2 separate regions of the Mus musculus genome follow, and region 1 is linked to region 2. The links are chromatin contacts, called in public Hi-C maps. All regions are on one chromosome and are shown on one strand. The core of a region is the stretch at or near the end of the contact, and the rest is flanking DNA. Distances in the headings are between cores, read along the strand shown.

Region 1 (3,862 bases), core at 1,306-3,805, 260 kb before region 2:
GATCAACATTGTAAAAATGGCTATCTTGCCAAAAGCAATCTACAGATTCAATGCAATCCCCATCAAAATTCCAACTCAATTCTTCAACGAATTAGAAAGAGCAATCTCCAAATTCGTCTGGAATAACAAAAAACCTAGGATTGCAAAAACTCTTCTCAAGGATAAAAGTACCTCTGGTGGAATCACCATGCCTGACCTAAAGCTTTACTACAGAGCAATTGTGATAAAAACTGCATGGTACTGGTATAGTGACAGACAAGTAGACCAATGGAATAGAATTGAAGACCCAGAAATGAACCCACACACCTATGGTCACTTGATCTTCAACAAGGGAGCTAAAACCATCCAGTGGAAAAAAGACAGCATTTTCAACAAATGGTGCTGGCACAGCTGGTGGTTATCATGTAGAAGAATGCGAATTGATCTATTCCTATCTCCTTGTACTAAGGTCAAATCTAAGTGGATCAAGGAACTTCACATAAAACCAGAGACACTGAAACTTATAGAGGAGAAAGTGGGGAAAAGCCTCAAAGAGATGGGCACAGGGGAAAAATTCCTGAATAGAACAGCAATGGCTTGTGCTGTAAGATCAAGGATTGACAAATGGGACCTCATGAAACTGCAAAGCTTCTGCAAGGCAAAAAACACCGTCAATAAGACAAAAAGGCCACCAACAGATTAGGAAAGGATCTTTACCTACCTTAAATCAGATAGTTGACTAATATCCAATATATATAAAGAACTCAAGAAGGTGGACTCCAGAAAATCAAATAACCCCATTAAAAATGGGGCTCAGAGCTAAACAAAGAATTCTCACCTGAGGAATACCGAATGGCTGAGAAGCACCTGAAAAAATGTTCAACATCCTTAATCATCAGAGAAATGCAAATCAAAACAACCCTGAGATTCCACCTCACACCAGTCAGAATGGCTAAGATCAAAAATTCAGGTGACAGCAGATGCTGGCGAGGATGTGGAGAAAGAGGAACACTCCTCCATTGTTGGTGGGATTGCAAGCTTGTACAACCACTCTGGAAATCAGTCTGGTGGTTCCTCAGAAAATTGAACATAGTACTACCGGAGGATCCCGCAATACCTCTCCTGGGCATATATCCAGAAGATGTCCCAACCGGTAAGAAGGACACATGCTCCACTATGTTCATAGCAGCCTTATTTATAATAGCCAGAAGCTGGAAAGAACCCAGATGCCCCTCAACAGAGGAATGGATACAGAAAATGTGGTACATTTACACAATGGAGTACTACTCAGCTATTAAAAAGAATGAATTTATGAAATTCCTAGGCAAATGGATGGACCTGGAGGGCATCTTCCTGAGTGAGGTAACCCAATCACAAAGGGACTCACACAATATGTACTCACTGATAAGTGGATATTATCCCAGAAACTTAGTATACCCAAGATATAAGATACAATTTGCTAAACGCATGAAATTCAAGAAGAACGAAGACCAAAGTGTGGACACTTTGCCTCTTCTTAGAATTGGGAACAAAACACCCGTGGAAGGAGTTACAGAGACAAAATTTGGAGCTGTGACGAAAGGATGGACCATCTAGTGATTGCCATATCCAGGGATCCATCCCATAATCAGCTTCCAAACACTGACACCATTGCATACACTAGCAAGTTTTTACTGAAAGGACCCAGATATAGCTGTCTCTTGTGAGACTATGCCAGGGCCTAGCAAACACAGAGATGGATGCTCACAGTCAGCTATTGAATGGATCACAGGGCCCCCAATGGAGGAGCTAGAGAAAGCACCCAAGGAATTAAAGGGACCTGCAACTCTATAGGTGGAACAACAATATGAACTAACCAGTACCCCGAGCTCTTGACTCTAGCTGCATATGTATCAAAAGATGGCCTAGTCGGCCACCACTGGAAAGAGAGGCCCATTGGACTTGCAAACTTTATATGCCCCAGTACAGGGGAACACCAGGGCCAAAAAGGGGGAGTGGGTGGGTAGGGGAGTGGCGGGGGGTTATGGGGGACTTTCGGGATAGCATTGGAAATGTAAATGAGAAAAATACCTAATTTAAAAAAATTTAAAAAAAAAAGAAAAAGAAAAACTCAGGCTCATCAAAGAAAGAAACTGGAGTTGCTCAAGAGGCAGACAGATGAGAGAAAGAGAGAGAAGGGGCTGATCCAGAGGCGGGACAAGGTGAGAACTAAGTAACTTTAAAAGTGGCATTTAAGGTGGTCCTGTTGCTCAAAAGGTAGAGGGAAGGCAGAGGAAGGAGAGAAAGGACTGGGGACAGAAGAGGAGAGTCTGAAGTGGCCCTGTCTATCTCATGTCTACGCAGCATGAGGTGACAGAAACCTCTAACGGGGCCGTGTGACTATAGGAAGGGTTACCCTGTACTCTAAGAGCAGAGGTGACGGCTCCCCACAGCTATGCCTGCAAATCTACCCAATGGCTCCACTAAGCCTTGCCAGTGAACAGTGGTGAAAAGCGGATCCCGACAAGAACACCCTGTAACTACAGAACGCTGCCACAGAGGGCCACAGGAGATAAAGCCTCATCCTCTGGATCCACCCAACTTCCTGAAGGGAGGCCTCAGTAAGGGCTGATACCAGAGGCCCTCTGGGAGAGGACAGAGGACATGCTGAGAGCTGGGCTCCTCAGTACTCAGAGAGGAGCAGGCAGGAGGCCACCATCAAACTGGCCTGTAACCAAGTCAGCTCAGTGGGCCTCAGGGACTGACAGGGATGCCTCCACAGACACCCTTCGCTCCAAGTGTCTCTAGGGCCCTTCCTACCAACCTCTAGTCAGTAGAGGCAGAAGCAGACCGTCTCAGATCCAGGTATAGAGAGGGGGCCCTACAAAGCACACCTACCATTCCAGAAGGACACACACACACACACACACACACACACACACACACACACACACACAGGTACTTATGTTATCATTACAAGAAATAAAAAAACAACAAGCACAAAAATTGAGGAAGTGCAAGAGGCTGGGCTTTAGATCAGGTTGGAGAGTGCTTACCCAACATGCACTGCGATCTGGGTTTGATCTCTTGCATCACATAAACTGGGCATAGCAGCACACATCTGCAACTGCACTACTCCAGAGAGGCTCAGAGGTGCAAGGTTATCGTCTACATAACAAGGCGGAAGCCACAGTGCATACAAGAGACCCTATCTTAATCAATCGATCAGTCACTCAGAAATCAAATGAATGGTAGAATATTGGCTAAGGAAAGCCTGTGTGTAGGGCTGGAGAGATGCCTCCATGGTTAAGAGCACATACTGCCCTTGTGCCTGTATGACCTCAGGACCTGAGGTCAATCTAAGGTACCTGAGCCTGAGGGCCACAACCAATTATAACTCCAACCTCAAGTGATGCCATGCTCTGTACTGGCCTCCACAGGTACCCACACTCACACCAAATACCTCCATACAGACACACAGGTATACGTGTAGCTGATAGTAAAAAGAGAGCTAAAAGAAAAGTGTGAGCAGTTACATGATGCTTGTAATAACAATTAAAATAAAACTATAACAAAGAGCCTGTGCTTTGCTTCCCAACACACACTCATAAAGCTGGATTTAAAAAAAAAAAAAAGCTGGATTCCAACTCAGTCTAAGTTTGGTTTCTTAAAACTGGGCCTCCAGGCTTCTGCTGTTTGTTCTGTCTGTTGTTGTTTTGTTGGGTTGTTTGTATGTTTTAAGATGTCTGCACTGTGCACTGGGATCTCATAAGAAGCCCCTGCACTGAGTGCTTTCGCAGGTGAGAAGCTAAGGCCCTGGACCTTAAGAAGCCACAGCTTTGATCTAGTGACTTCTGACACAGGATTTATTTCAAGTCTTCCATCAGTAAATTTTAACTTGGAC
Region 2 (3,977 bases), core at 1,323-3,822:
GCTCTTAACCTCTGAGCCATCTCTCCAGCCCTTAAGACAATGCAACTCAGTTTCTCTGCATTTTGAAATATGAGGTGAACTGTAATCTTGCTTTATGCATCTATTGAACAAGCCATGTGCCTGTGTTTGCTACATATAAAAAAGGACCATTATCAGGTTTCATCAGTTGAATTGTAAGTTCCTTCATTTTGGATGTGTGGAACAGAGAGTTAACATACAGGGACATTTTAACTGCTGCAGTGGAGAAATGACTCTTGAGTGAGTATGGGTTACTGACTGGAGGATGCCCGTGTCTGCCTCAGGAGGAGCTTGTAGCACAGTGGGCATTTGGCCTCAAGTCTGAAACACCAAGAACGCTTATGATTGAATAATAAAAGTCTTACTTTGACAGTTGTGTAGGTTCCTGACAACCTAGGTTTCTGTGTTGTTTCATGGAAGTTTCTTTCTTTCTTTTTTTTAAAGATTTATTTCATTTATATGAATACACAGTAGCCATCTTCAGACACACCAGAAGAGGCCATCTGATCCCATTACATGGTTGTGAGCCGCTATGTGGTTGCTGGGAATTGAACTCAGGACCTCTGGAAGAACAAGCAGCCAGTGCTCTTAACCACTGAGCCATCTCTCCAGCCCCTAGAAGTTTAATAGAATAATTTTGATATGATTCAAGTGATAAAAGACTTTCTTGAAATAAAACAGAAACTGCTTACTTATTCTAGGTTTGATATTTTGTTGAGTGGCTTTGAAATGTTTGACTTGTGTGTACAGTTCAGCAAAAAGAAACATGAAAATTTAGCGTGTTAATTTTTTGTTCCTTTCTGCAATTAAGATGCTTTTTACCAATGGCTGAGTAAAAAATGTCCAGACAGAAGCAGTAGGACCTTTATAATCCTAAATGCTGTGCAGATCCCACCTGCACGGATCTACCCTGTTCTTCCACCACATATCTTCAACAGGTAGTCATCTTTATCGTGTGTGCCATCCCATGAATTGGAGGTAGTAGCAGCAGTGATCTTATTCCTCTCTGTTTCTTAAAGTGCACAAGACATTGGAATTGCTGTAATTATTGTGCTGTGTGAGAGAACACTTGAATCTGTTTCTCCCACCTGAAATGTGTCCTGACATCTTACATCGCCCCACTATCTCCCTTTCCTCTGCCAACTCTGCCCTTCAGCACCAGCAACCACCATCATCAGTTTTTGTCCAGGTCAGCATTCTTAGGTCAGTGATAGAAGTGAAATCATGCAGCCTTGGTCTTCCTGGGCCTGTCCTCCTTCACCCAACATCTGACAGTTCATCCTTGTTGCAAATAACAGGGTCTCCTATATGAACCCTGAACTTCATGATGGGCCTTGCTACATTTTATCTATTCATCTACTGGTGGATCTTAGGTTGGTTTTGTGTCTTGCTTTTAGGAGTTAACATTGCAGTGAGCACAGGGCACAGCTGCCTACCTGACAGTGATTTCCTTTACATACGCAACGACTCATAGTTTTTAACTTTTCCAGGGTCATCCACACCGTGTTCATAGTGACATTTCTTACTTACAGTGTAGCATTGTGTAGTCATACTATATTAATTACCTGGGTTATGGAGTGTAAGTAGGTTCCATTGCTTCTGTCTGAACGTTTTTTACTCCGCGATTGGTAAAAAGCATCCTAATTGCAGAAAGGAACAAAAATCCATTAGAAATCTTGCCTGTATTCGTAGGAGTACTTTGATAATAGCAATTTCATTACTAACAAGGCTGGTGGTTAGAACTTCCAGGGTGAGGGTGTTGGAATGTTGAAGCTCTAGCAGCATCTTCTTGTGCTGTGTTTAGCTCCCTTAATTGCATTGCTTACTTGACCTCATGTCCTTGTGACTAGGTGAAACTTTTGGAATGTGTTAACACAGTACCAGCCTGAAACCCAAGAACCGTCGGATAGGAACGGAAACGTGCACTCAGTTTGCTGTAAACTGCATGCCTGATGTTTCCACAAAAGTATTTGAAATTTTCCAGGATATATAACTTTCTTAAACAGCGAAAAACACTACTAAACTATGCAATATGTCTGGGGCAACTGGTTTCGTGTTCTAGAACGATTATCACTCATACTTGGTTCAGGAATAAACTCTTGAGGTGAGAGGTGTGTGGTTTATGCTGTTTGTAAAGAAGTAAGTTTAAATGTGAAGATACAGGTAGAAAACCAAAGACCATAAAGCAATGGGGCTATATTTTCTGGCTGAGCTGGAGGAAATCCAGAGACTTTGGAGACCCGGTTGAGGCCAAAATTGCCACTCAAGTCAGAGTGACTTAAAAATTTTACTCTCTGAAGGGTTGGGCGAGAACCACTTCCGTTTGTGCTGTCAGGTAATGTATTCTAGCTTTGCAGCCCGCTGTACCCTAGAATGAGTAGCTCCACACCAGAACTGGACCACTGCACTATGGGAAATGTGCCCCGCAATCCTCTCCCCGCGACCCACCTCCTCTCTTCCCACTATCCCCGCTTCTCTCCCTGCCCCAAGCCTAGCAGTTCCAGTGCGCATGCGCACCTTTTACATCACTGGCGCAGAGGTTCCGGTCAGGTCATCTGGCTTCCGCCAGGAAGACAACCAGGAGACTGCCAACCTTGTGCACCTGCGCAGATCGCTGCGTCTGTCTGTCACCATGGCAGCATGTGCAGGGGGCCCGGGTAAGTGTGGAGGGTTCAGCGGGCAGGGTACCGCCTACTCTTTTTCCTGTTTTGTTATTGAGTTGTAAATGCCAGTGTCTGCGGGGTGTTCAAGTGGTGGCTGATTTAACTGAGGCCGAAGAGTATCTCCGTGTGACAAAGGTAGAAACAATTTAGGGTAAATCGATTGTTTAGATACAAAAGGAAAATTCATTTTTGATATTAAAAGTTCAAAATGGTTCAGTAAGGTCTCTAGTCCTTCCCAATCATTAGCCCATTTCCCCCTCAAATTTCTGCTACACATTCGTGGGTGGATCCTTCCAAAAAGGTCTTACATACATACCACATTATCTTTTTTTTTTAACCTTTCACTTTTTGTTTGTTTGTTTTGTTTTATTTGTATGAGTACACTGCAGCTGTCTTGAGACACGCCACAAGAGGGCATCGGATTCCATTACAGATGGTTGAGAGCCACCATGTGGTTGCTGGGGAAGTGACCTCAGGACCCCTGGAAGAGCAGTCAGTGCCCTTAACTGCTAGGCCATCTCTTCAGCCCTCTACCTTCTTTATTTTATTTTTTTTTAAGATTTTTCATTTATTAAATGTAAGTACACTGTAGCTGTCTTCAGACACCCCAGAAGAGAGCATCAGATTTCATTACGAATGGTTGTGAGCCACCATGTGGTTGCTGGGATTTGAACTCAGGACCTTCAAATTTGAAGAGCAGTTGGTGCTCTTAACCTCTGAGCCATCTCTCCGTCTCTGCTTTTTAACACACACATAAACATTAAATATTTCTTTATTTTGCATAAAACCTTTGAAGATTTTAAACAATGTATTTTGATCAATTTATCTTTCCCTCTCCCCCAGATCTTACCAAACCTCTCTTCAACTTCACACTCTTTTTATTTGTTCTTATATTTATCAAACGTCAAAGAAGGAATAGAGTGGACTCTCTCAAGGTTGGGGGCCTCCCTCTGGTTTTGTACTGTGAATTTTAAGAAAGTTTCTGTAAATGTTTATGGTGCATATTTATTGGGTAAGGTGAGACTTTTCCCCTCCCAACCCATAGTAGATCAATTCAATATCAATTTCTTAGGTATTTCTTCCCACGAGGCCCACAAAAGAGGGAGAGGTAGGTGTCAAAATCACATTGGCAGGGCTGGAGAAAGAGCTCATTTGCAAAGCTTCTTGCCTTGCAGGCATGAGGACAAGAGTTCCATCCACACAGCCTGTGTGAAAACCAGGGACCCTGGTACAGGAGGGCACTGGGGGGGATGGGAACAGATGGATCCATGGAAGGAGATAGCACACCACTCAGAG

The links. Hi-C and Micro-C count contacts between places; a contact is called where the count stands out from the background.
Region 1: a Hi-C map of the G1E-ER4 cell line shows a contact between it and region 2, with 2.2 times the contacts expected there. The contact joins the enhancer-like site here to the promoter of Fam151b in region 2. A contact is called at or near these places in 8 of 39 promoter capture datasets (the C10 cell line, cranial neural crest, embryonic stem cells and 5 more), 1 of 15 datasets of contacts at CTCF or cohesin (large pre-B cells), 11 of 484 Hi-C or Micro-C datasets (the G1E-ER4 cell line, the N1E-115 cell line, Th1 cells and 7 more), 5 of 115 datasets of contacts at active chromatin or transcription factors (VIP interneurons, astrocytes, embryonic stem cells and 2 more) and 3 of 9 other capture datasets (adipose tissue, liver and macrophages).

The regions. Positions count from the first base shown.
Region 1 is chr13:92,742,259-92,746,120 of GRCm38.p6, reverse strand. No RefSeq gene overlaps it. Among named protein-coding and RNA genes, the nearest start is that of Gm41018, 37 kb to the right of the region's middle. Within about 2 kb of position 2,555, at least 14 of the 459 cell types and tissues checked have an H3K27ac peak or open chromatin away from gene starts, as enhancers often do. A contact at or near this core is called in the G1E-ER4 cell line and pre-megakaryocyte-erythroid progenitors, where this site is marked.
Region 2 is chr13:92,482,626-92,486,602 of GRCm38.p6, reverse strand. It overlaps Fam151b (family with sequence similarity 151, member B), which reads left to right and starts at 2,572. Exons shown (of 6, transcript NM_001163627.1): 1 at 2,572-2,675. The coding sequence starts at 2,651. Gm52060 (a long non-coding RNA gene) reads right to left here and starts at 2,530. Exons shown (of 3, transcript XR_003950692.1): 1 at 2,467-2,530; 2 at 1,584-1,658.